Regions from separate parts of the Lactuca sativa genome. Here region 2 is linked to region 1. Evidence: chromatin contacts called from public Hi-C data. All regions are on one chromosome and are shown on one strand. The core of a region is the stretch at or near the end of the contact, and the rest is flanking DNA. Distances in the headings are between cores, read along the strand shown. Region 1 holds the start of LOC111916889 (homogentisate 1,2-dioxygenase). Region 2 holds the start of LOC111916888 (basic leucine zipper 34).

What was found. A called contact is a pair of places that touch in the nucleus more often than the background predicts.
Region 2: a contact with region 1 is called in a Hi-C map of leaf, with 4 times the contacts expected there. The contact joins the promoter of LOC111916888 here to the promoter of LOC111916889 in region 1. A contact is called at or near these places in 2 of 4 Hi-C or Micro-C datasets (both in leaf).

Annotation. Positions count from the first base shown.
Region 1 is chr9:179,059,209-179,063,963 of Lsat_Salinas_v11, forward strand. LOC111916889 (homogentisate 1,2-dioxygenase) reads left to right here and starts at 2,676. Exons shown (of 9, transcript XM_023912544.3): 1 at 2,676-2,959; 2 at 3,580-3,810; 3 at 3,892-3,971; 4 at 4,070-4,237; 5 at 4,319-4,494. The coding sequence starts at 2,763.
Region 2 is chr9:179,200,708-179,205,462 of Lsat_Salinas_v11, forward strand. It overlaps LOC111916888 (basic leucine zipper 34), which reads left to right and starts at 2,418. Exons shown (of 4, transcript XM_023912543.3): 1 at 2,418-3,275; 2 at 3,475-3,565; 3 at 3,666-3,792; 4 at 3,908-4,637. The coding sequence starts at 2,728. The coding sequence ends at 4,074.

The DNA.
Region 1 (4,755 bases), core at 1,426-3,925:
CGGCTAACTTAAACGAACAAAAATGAACAAGCCCTCGTTCTTGATCGTTCGATTCGTTTACAACCATAACTATATGCTCCAGAGTAAAAATAACTAAGTTCCAGACTACATTTTGGACTATAATGACTATGTTCGAGGCTGCATCCCAAACCACTATTTCAAAGTTTTTCCGGACATATTCAAAACTAGATTTAAAAAAAAGAATTGTTTTTAGTGCACAAATATACCCACATATAATCACACAAAAGCCTAACAATAACTAAAATTCGTAGGAAAATGATTTATAGCTATGTAATCACATCAATTCATATAAAAAAACGAAAGCTTACAAATAAAAACATATAATCATAAAAAGAATCAACATAGACCAAAAAAATGAATTTCTTCACTGCTAGAAAAAGACATTCTATGAATTTGACGTAGTCCGAAACAATAAGTTTCAAATGAAGTCCAAAACACCAATTTCAAACCCATGATCTGATATCATACATACTTATAAAGCTAGCATTTTTCCTTGAACCTCATGCATTTGAAACCCCCATAAAAATTTACAAACACCTCATGCATTTGAAATCTCCTATTTTAATAAATACCACTCAAAAGTCTCTTAATAATAATGAACAACTCAAAGGTTTTATAACTTATATAATATATTTAATAAATAATTGATGGATACTCTACTATAAAAATGTCAATCTTTTTTAGTAGACACACAAATACAAATCACATACAAAATTCACAAAGAAAACAAGTTTAAAGTTTTTTGTATTGGTTTGAGGGCTTTGAACAATTTTTCGAGCCATGTTATTATGTTGAAGTTTTTAACTTATAAATTTGTTATATACTAATTCTTTTTTGATTTTTCTTGATTTAAGTATTCTTTTCAAAATATCATTGTATGTTATGGTTGAAATTTTAATGTAAATTAGATTAGATTCATATTATCGATCATATGTTATGAAAGGTAATATATATAATATTTAATTAACTATTGTATATATGTTTGTATGTTCATGTTGCTTCAAAATAATAATTAATTAAAAATCATTGATATGTCATATTATCCATATTATCCATGTAAGCATTTTTTAAAATGCAAATTGTCTATCTTATCACCTTTTTAGTATATGTTTAACATTTTAATTATAATAATAAGTGTTTTTTAAAAGTTTCTTTCACTTATTAATAATAACAGGTAATTTTAAAATTAATAAGCAATAATTATAAATAATAAAATCAAATTACATAGATATGTCATATTATCCATGCAAGACTTTTTTGAAATGCAAATTGTCTATCTTAATACTTTATTATTTAGTGTATGTTTCACATTTTAATAATAATATTAAGTGTTTCTTAAAAGACTTCTTTAACTTATTATTAATAATAAGTGGTTTAAAATTAATGAATAACAATTTTAAATGATAATAATATCAAATTATAAATTACATTTAGCTATAAATAAATTGTATTTTAAATGAACATCATTATTGAAATTAGAAAATGATCGCATAAGTAAAAATATAATTAATCAATAATAATAATTGTTAAATATAATACTAAATAGATAATTATATTTAATTCTATTAATGAGGAATGTGAGTTGATGTCAATGAATATTATTATTAAAAATTATATATATATATATATATATATATATATATATATATATATATATATATATATATATATATATAAATTAGTGTAAAAATATTATCTTAAAGTTAATGACAATAACATAATCATTTTAAACATATATTTTTCAATATTTTAACAATATATTTTTAATCTTTGTCGCGCAACGCGCGAGAATTCGTCTAGTGTTATATATAGGAGGACCACGTTACCGAATTGAATCATTTTACTTGTTAACCAATTTCAAAATTCAAATCAAGAATACATTCCGAACAAAAAGGTCATTTAAAAAAAAAATCTAAATGATTATTTAAAAAAAAAGAAACCACAAAAAATGGTGAGATTACTTAATTTCCAACATTTTCTCTGTTAAATCTCTTAGAGATTTAATGGATAATAATTTGGATATCCATAATCATATGTGAGATTTTCATGGGGTGAAATGGGTTCCAATTAAAGTGAATTGTTTCCTTTGGAGGCTGCTTTGCAATAGAATTCCGGTGGCTTGCAAGCTTGTGGAAAAAGGAATTTTGTTGGATTCTGTTACTTGTCACTTCTGCAGGGAAATAGAGGAATCAGTTGAGCATATTTTTTCACAGTGCTCGTTCTCAAAAAAGATATGGTCTTGGTTTAGTAATTGGAGTGACTTACTGCCTAGCATTCCCAATAATTATGATGAGCTTAAAAAAACTGTTTTGATTTCCTCGGGCATTAATAAGAAGAGACTGAAGCTCAGATTGATGTTAATATACTCGGTGTTGTGGTGTATATGGAGAACTCGCGATGACTTTGTTTTTAAGAAGAAGAGATGTTCGCATCTCAAGACGACAGATGATATTCAAATTCTTGCTTTCAATTGGGTTAAAAATAGATCGAAGTTTAATTCTATCTCGTGGTTTAATTGGAGTCTTTAATGCATTTGCCGTTCAAAAAAAAAATTAATTTCCTTTTTATTTTGATATGTGATGTGATTAGCCGTTTCTACTCGTTATAACATTTATTGACGGCGAAGACTATCGACTACACGTCAGTATATATCTGCATCTCCCTCCCAACGTGACACCTTTAGTTCGTTTATAATGAACTGAATCTTATTTTTCCCTCATTTCTTCTGATTCCTGTTCTCGATGGCTCCCAAATCTTCCGACTTCCCTTCTGCAGATTCCGACTACCAGTCCGGCTTCGGAAACCACTTCTCATCGGAGGCGATAGCCGGAGCTCTCCCTCAAGGTCAAAACAGTCCACTGGTTTGCCCCCTTGGTCTCTACGCCGAACAGATCTCCGGCACCTCTTTCACCGCTCCTCGCAAGCTCAATCAACGAAGGTCCAGTACTTACTCACTTTATACGCATCATTTTATATTTTTGTTTAAACAACTTTTCTAGTATGGAAGAGTTCCATTAAATCACGCTTCTGCTTCTTCTAGTGTTTTCCTGTTTTTTGAAGTTAATATTCACAATTATCCATACCGATTTTAGTTAATCGTTGTACATGAAGTTCCTATTCGATCTTTTGCGATTCTAGGTATTGCTTATGCAAATTCGAGTGAACAACTCTTTGTTCTGTGACTTAGTTTTTTGGTCGGGAAGTATATCTGAAGAGTCGTGTAAGATGTAAATTGTTAAAATAACTTGGTTCACTAGTCTGATAATCGTAGATCATTGGTTCATTATGCTTGATCAATCTAATCGACCGTTATTCGTTTAAATTTAGTTTCGATTTAAGTTCTGTAAGAGCATGCCTTCTACAAATTCAACCAACTTCCAATTTGCATCGGATTCATATAATCATATACATACTAATTGCTGAATACTAAACTCAAAATACATGAATACTGGCGCCTAATTGTTACATCTCACAGTATTTTGATTCATATAAGATTTGGTTTATGATTTTCGCAACATCCAATTTTTTCACATGTTCATGCTATTTCTGTTTCAACAGTTGGCTATATCGGATCAAACCTTCAGTCACACACGAACCATTTAAACCAAGAGCTCCCAAACATGAGAAGCTACTAAGTGAATTCAGCCAGGTCAACAGTGCAATTAACCCCACACAAATTCGATGGAAACCTGTTGATATTCCTGATGAACCAACAGACTTTGTTGATGGGCTCTATTCTGTATGTGGAGCTGGTAGTTCATTCCTTAGACATGGTTTCGCCATTCACATGTAACATATGCTTCAAATGTTGTACCTTATACAATCTGGCATTCGTTTACTGCATTAAGTGTTGTCTTCATGATCATGTAGGTACACTGCAAACATATCTATGGAAAACTCTGCTTTCTGCAATGCAGATGGCGACTTCTTGATAGTTCCTCAAACTGGAAGTAAGTGTCCACATTTTCAACGCATCTTTTTACCCTTCATGATTATGGAACTTGTGATTATAAATTTATAAATTATAATAAAACATTTTTATTTTTAGGGTTGTGGGTCACTACAGAATGTGGAAAACTACAAGTTTCACCTGGTGAAATTGTAATCCTCCCTCAAGGATTCCGGTTTGCTATTGATTTACCAGATGGCCCTTCGCGTGGTTATGTTGCTGAAGTTTTTGGTACTCATTTCCAACTCCCTGATCTTGGGCCAATAGGTAATTAACCTACTACTATGAACTATCCCTTGTATCTCTATAAGGGTATTTTTGTCTTTTTTAACTTGGTGTTGCTTTTAGGTGCAAATGGGCTTGCTTCCCCAAAGGATTTTCTTGTCCCCACAGCTTCATTTGAACAGGAATCTCGTCCAGGTTATACAATTATACAGAAATTTGGTGGTGAACTTTTTACTGCTAGACAAGATTTTTCACCATTCAATGTTGTTGCTTGGCATGGCAATTATGTCCCTTATAAGGTACACATTTTTTTCATTATAGTTTCTTATGTATGTTTGATTTACAATCATGAGTAAATTACATTTTTGGTCCCCGAGTATAGCTTCTTTTCTCCATTTTGGTCCCAATGAGTTTTCTCGTACAATTTTGCTCCTTATTTGAAGTTTTTATAACGCTTTTAGTCCCTGTATCAAGTAAATTGATTTTTATATAGCCTATATCCAAGGACCATAGTCATTATACTTGGAATATGAACCAAAAATGTCGCAAGAACCTCAAGA
Region 2 (4,755 bases), core at 1,168-3,667, 140 kb after region 1:
ACTAGACAAGTTAGAGGCTTAATTACCAGAAAATGAAGAGGATGAGATGTTGTTTCTGGATCTAGAATCTTCTCATGGAATCCTCTAGCTTCTTCTTCTTCTACAAGATTCAAATCACACAAAGTTCACTAAAAATGGCTCACAAACTCACACAAAGCTCTAGGGTTTCGTAGATTCGGGTTTGGGACTTGGAGGCTGGAAATGAGACCATAAAGTGGGGATTTAGTGCTTAAATAAGGTGCAAAACCCCGAAAGTAGGGTTTCACTCTGGCAGATCTACTCGCCGAGTTGAGGGCTCTCAACTCGTCGAGTAGATTGCTTAAAACTCGTGTCCCTTTCTTGTCTCTACTCGACAAGTTTTGGGCTACAAACTCGTCGAGTTGCTCTATAAAAATGAATAAATTATAATTAAATGTGTACCAGGAATCAGACGTTACAATATTCCTTGAACCACTTGATTTCTTCATAACTTGCACCAAATGAAGCAAGAAGGTTTGAGATCGACCCCTAGGGTTTCTATTGAGCTTGAATCAACATATAATCTCCTCTTTTCCTCCTATACTTCTCATTTGACTGAAACCTCCTCTTTTCCTCCTATACTTCTCATTTGACTGAAACGAAGCGGATGAATTTCTTATTTTCGGATTTGTCATATTTGGTCCTTCAAGTTTTGGCTAAAACCCACCAAACGTCAACATTTATGCTTTTAAGTTAAGTTTTGATATAATAATTCATTCTTCATCCATTTTATAACTTTTTTAGTCCCTTCGATTAATTGAGTCAACTCTTTGGTCAACCCACTTTGCCAAATTGACATTTTTGACCCTTTAACTTTTAAAATGTTGTTATTTTTACTTCTAACTTTCTAAACTTCATATCAAATATTGACATGATTATTCTTTTATGATTAAACTATTTAAATCATATTGCATTTATTTACTTTATTAATTTAAAAACCTAATTTTAAATTTTAGGATTTTATATAAAAGAACTAATGTTGAGCACTAAATAATATAATCAATTCAACAATAGATTAATGGAATTGTTGTGATAACCAAGGATCTATGTTTTCAACCATAAGTATTTCTTCGGTAACCAGTAATCCAGTAAAGGCTATTGCAGCATGAGGTTGCCTTAGGGTCGGGATCTAAAGGAAACTCGATTTCACTTGATGGGAGTTGTCTTTACCCCACTTAATTGTTCTTTTCTCCTTACTTTACAATACCACTTGGTTATTAAAATATGCCAATTTGATGTATGAAAATGTTAAATTTTTATGGATAAATAAACAAAAGAATTGTTATTTTGCTACAAAGTAACAAGCGTAATAGTAAAAAATAATTAACTTTTGAAAATGATTTTGTATTAGTATGCCTCCTGAATATTTTTTTCTTAATGTTATCTGTTAGTTCTAATTTTGCATATCAATAACCACATCTTCAAATGAATGCACAGTTTATAAATAGACAATTAAAAATTAAATTAACTTTTTCAAAAACAAATTATCATATGAATAATACTTCATATAATACTTGAACGATTCGGTAATCGTAATCGATAATCTTGAGTAATTGTTTCAATTGGGGGATCACATCCTACACATCTTCTTCGATTTCGAGCCAATGCAAAGCGCAAATTTTAAGATCGATGCAACCTCTCAAGTGTGCGTGATTATCAACTAAATCTTATAAAAGGTCGAGATCTCCTCGTCTTCTACGCGAAGAGCACGATTCTTGATTTTTTGTTTTACCACCTTAAATTTAGGTTGTTACACACCTTTGACCTCTCCATTCTCATCCGAACATGCAACATTCTTAGAGCTTGACATGTCGATATTAAGGGGTGGTGATTATTGACGTGTCTCAGCAAATATTGAGGTCCGGTCGAAGGCATTCACCAAAGCCTAAGAGACTTGTGTAGTTGCACAAAATTATAGCCGACACTTGACATTCATGCATGGGGTGTTGAGGGAGACAAGGTAAACAGCTACATAAAACCTAATTTTTTTTTAAGATAGAATATTTTTATTTTAAATTATACATATTTATTTAAAAATAAAAAAACTCATAATATCTTTTTATTTTTCTGATTCGTCCTGTAAATTACCATCCTACACCCAGGCATCTTTTTGACCAAATTCCATTCGACCTAAAAGTGACTCAAAATATTCCCAACTAAAGGTTCGTATTGTTTCCTATAATCCAATTTGTGACTTCATTTACGTTTCTTTAACGCAAAGAACACAAACATAATTAAATGTGAATTAATAGGATAATTAAGAGCTTTATAGATATTAATAGGTATTTAACTATATTAAACTATTGTAAATGGTGAAAGAGATATGTGTCACATCAGCACGTGGTGTTGAGATTCCGCCAGTTAGTTTTCCCATTAAACTACCGCGGATTTTCCCAAGTGAAACCGTTGGGAACTCTTTTCTCTCTCACACACACACCCACTTAGCTGTTGCTAGCTGTCATAATCCTTTCATCCATGTGACTCACCTCCTTCTTACTTCTTACTTCTTCCTTCTTCCTTCTTCCCTCCAACAATACAATATTACAATCCCCTATTTACATTCACCCCGAAATCTCAATCGATCAATCATTACTTGTTGATGATATATGTATTCCAACATATAGATCGTTTTTCAAGGTTTTTTTTTTGAGCTTTTAGTTTTGGAATCTGTTGATTTGAAGTGTTTTTGAAGGTGGAATTTGATTTTGCATGGCGCAATTGCCGCCAAAAGCGCCAACAATGGCGCAGAAGTGGCCGTCATTTTCCTATCAGACGATGCAGCCGATGATGCCGATGTCAGCCTCGCAACCGCCGAGCTGGATGGACGATTTCCTTGATTTTTCTTCAGCTAGGAGGAACGCTCACCGGAGATCCGCCAGCGATCCGATTGCATTCGTTGAAACTCCGTTTATTAACGAATGTCGTAACTCTAATAGCAATGATCCCTCGATGATACCTTGCTCAAATAATAACGGATTTGAGCGTTTGGATGATGAGCAGCTTAGCTCCATGTTTTCCGACGACGTCGCCGCGAATCTTCACTCGACGAGGTCATCGTCTTCGCCATCGGAACAAAATAGCGACAATGACGAACGTAGACCATCGCCGCCTCAGGAACAACCGCCGTCGCAACTGAAGAGTGAGCCGGGAGAGGTAGAAGACGGTGGCGGATACGAACACGACTCAGATTCCGGTAAGCTTCCGTTTACTTTCTCCAGCGACGGCGGCACCATCGTTGATCCAAAAAGGGTTAAAAGGTACAATTTACATTCCATAAAGTACAACTCCTCTGTCGTACCTTATCATAAATATCTCAATTCTACTCATATACATCTTGCTTGAACAACAAGCTAATCGAGTTGCATTCAATAAACATCAGACAATCATCATCAATCATTCAGTGTGATTAACGATCTCATGATGCTAATTACGTTATTAATTAAAATTAACCATCAGGATATTAGCAAATCGTCAATCTGCCCAGAGATCAAGAGTCAGGAAGTTGCATTACATTTCTGAACTCGAACGCAGTGTAACAACTCTACAGGTAATCATCTTAAGTTCTTAATCATAATCTAGATCATTTATTGCATGAATCATTGCAATTTGCAAATTAAATACATTTTCCTATATGTTCATATATGAAGACGGAAGTATCAACATTGTCACCACGTGTCGCATTTCTAGATCATCAAAGGTTGATTCTAAACGTTGATAACAGCTCGCTTAAACAACGAATTGCTGCTTTGGCTCAAGACAAGATCTTCAAAGATGGTAATTTTTCAAATTAGTTAACGAAAATCAATGATTTGTCGATTACAATCTTACGAAAACTTCAGACAAAAGTTACACCAAAATCTCAATTTTGGTACTTAATTATTAATTGCAGCTCATCAAGAAGCATTAAAGAAGGAGATAGAAAGATTGAGAAGAGTTTATCATGAACAAAACATGAACAACAACAACAAGACGGAGAACATCACCACCGGGTCACCGGCATTAATGGTGTCTCCGCCGCCGCCGGCGGCATCGGTGAGTGGTACGGATGAGAGGTGAGTGACCTCGGATCTGGTAATTAGAAAGGAATGAAATGAATAATGGGAGTGTGTGTGGGGGTGCTGCTAAAATGCGCCCATGCAGGCACGTGACCTGTTTGAAGTCTTTTTTTGGTGGTGGGGGAGTGTGGTCCCATGATTGGCATGTGACTATTTTAATATAACATGGCTTCTTTTAGTTCTTTATGCTTTGGTTTCAAAAGAAGAAAGGGTAATTATGTCTCTTACTTGTCTTTTTGCCACTTTTTAATTGGCTTCCAAATTTATTTATTTATTTAGATTCTTTTTCTTAAAGAATAGGGATTGTGGGGGTATTAGTCTATTGGATGTCTTGATGGAGGGCATCTCACCTTTTTCTTTTTATTTACATTTTTTAATTTTTAAATTTTTAAATATGGTCTTATTATTTAGCCTCAATGGGTATTGAGACTATTGAATTTCTTTTGTTATTTGTACCTAAAGGTAGGGTTCAATTAGTTCAATTGTAATATTTGTGAAGTGTTGTACAATTAGTTTAATTGTAAAATTTGGAAGTGGTGTGTAATGAGATATGTTTTTTAATCATGTAATGAGTTTTTATTTTGTATTTAATTATTTTTGATGGTTAAAAGTAGGGGTGAGCAAAAACCGAACCGCAAATTAAAAAAATCGAAAAAACTGTATAAACGGAAACCGAAATGAG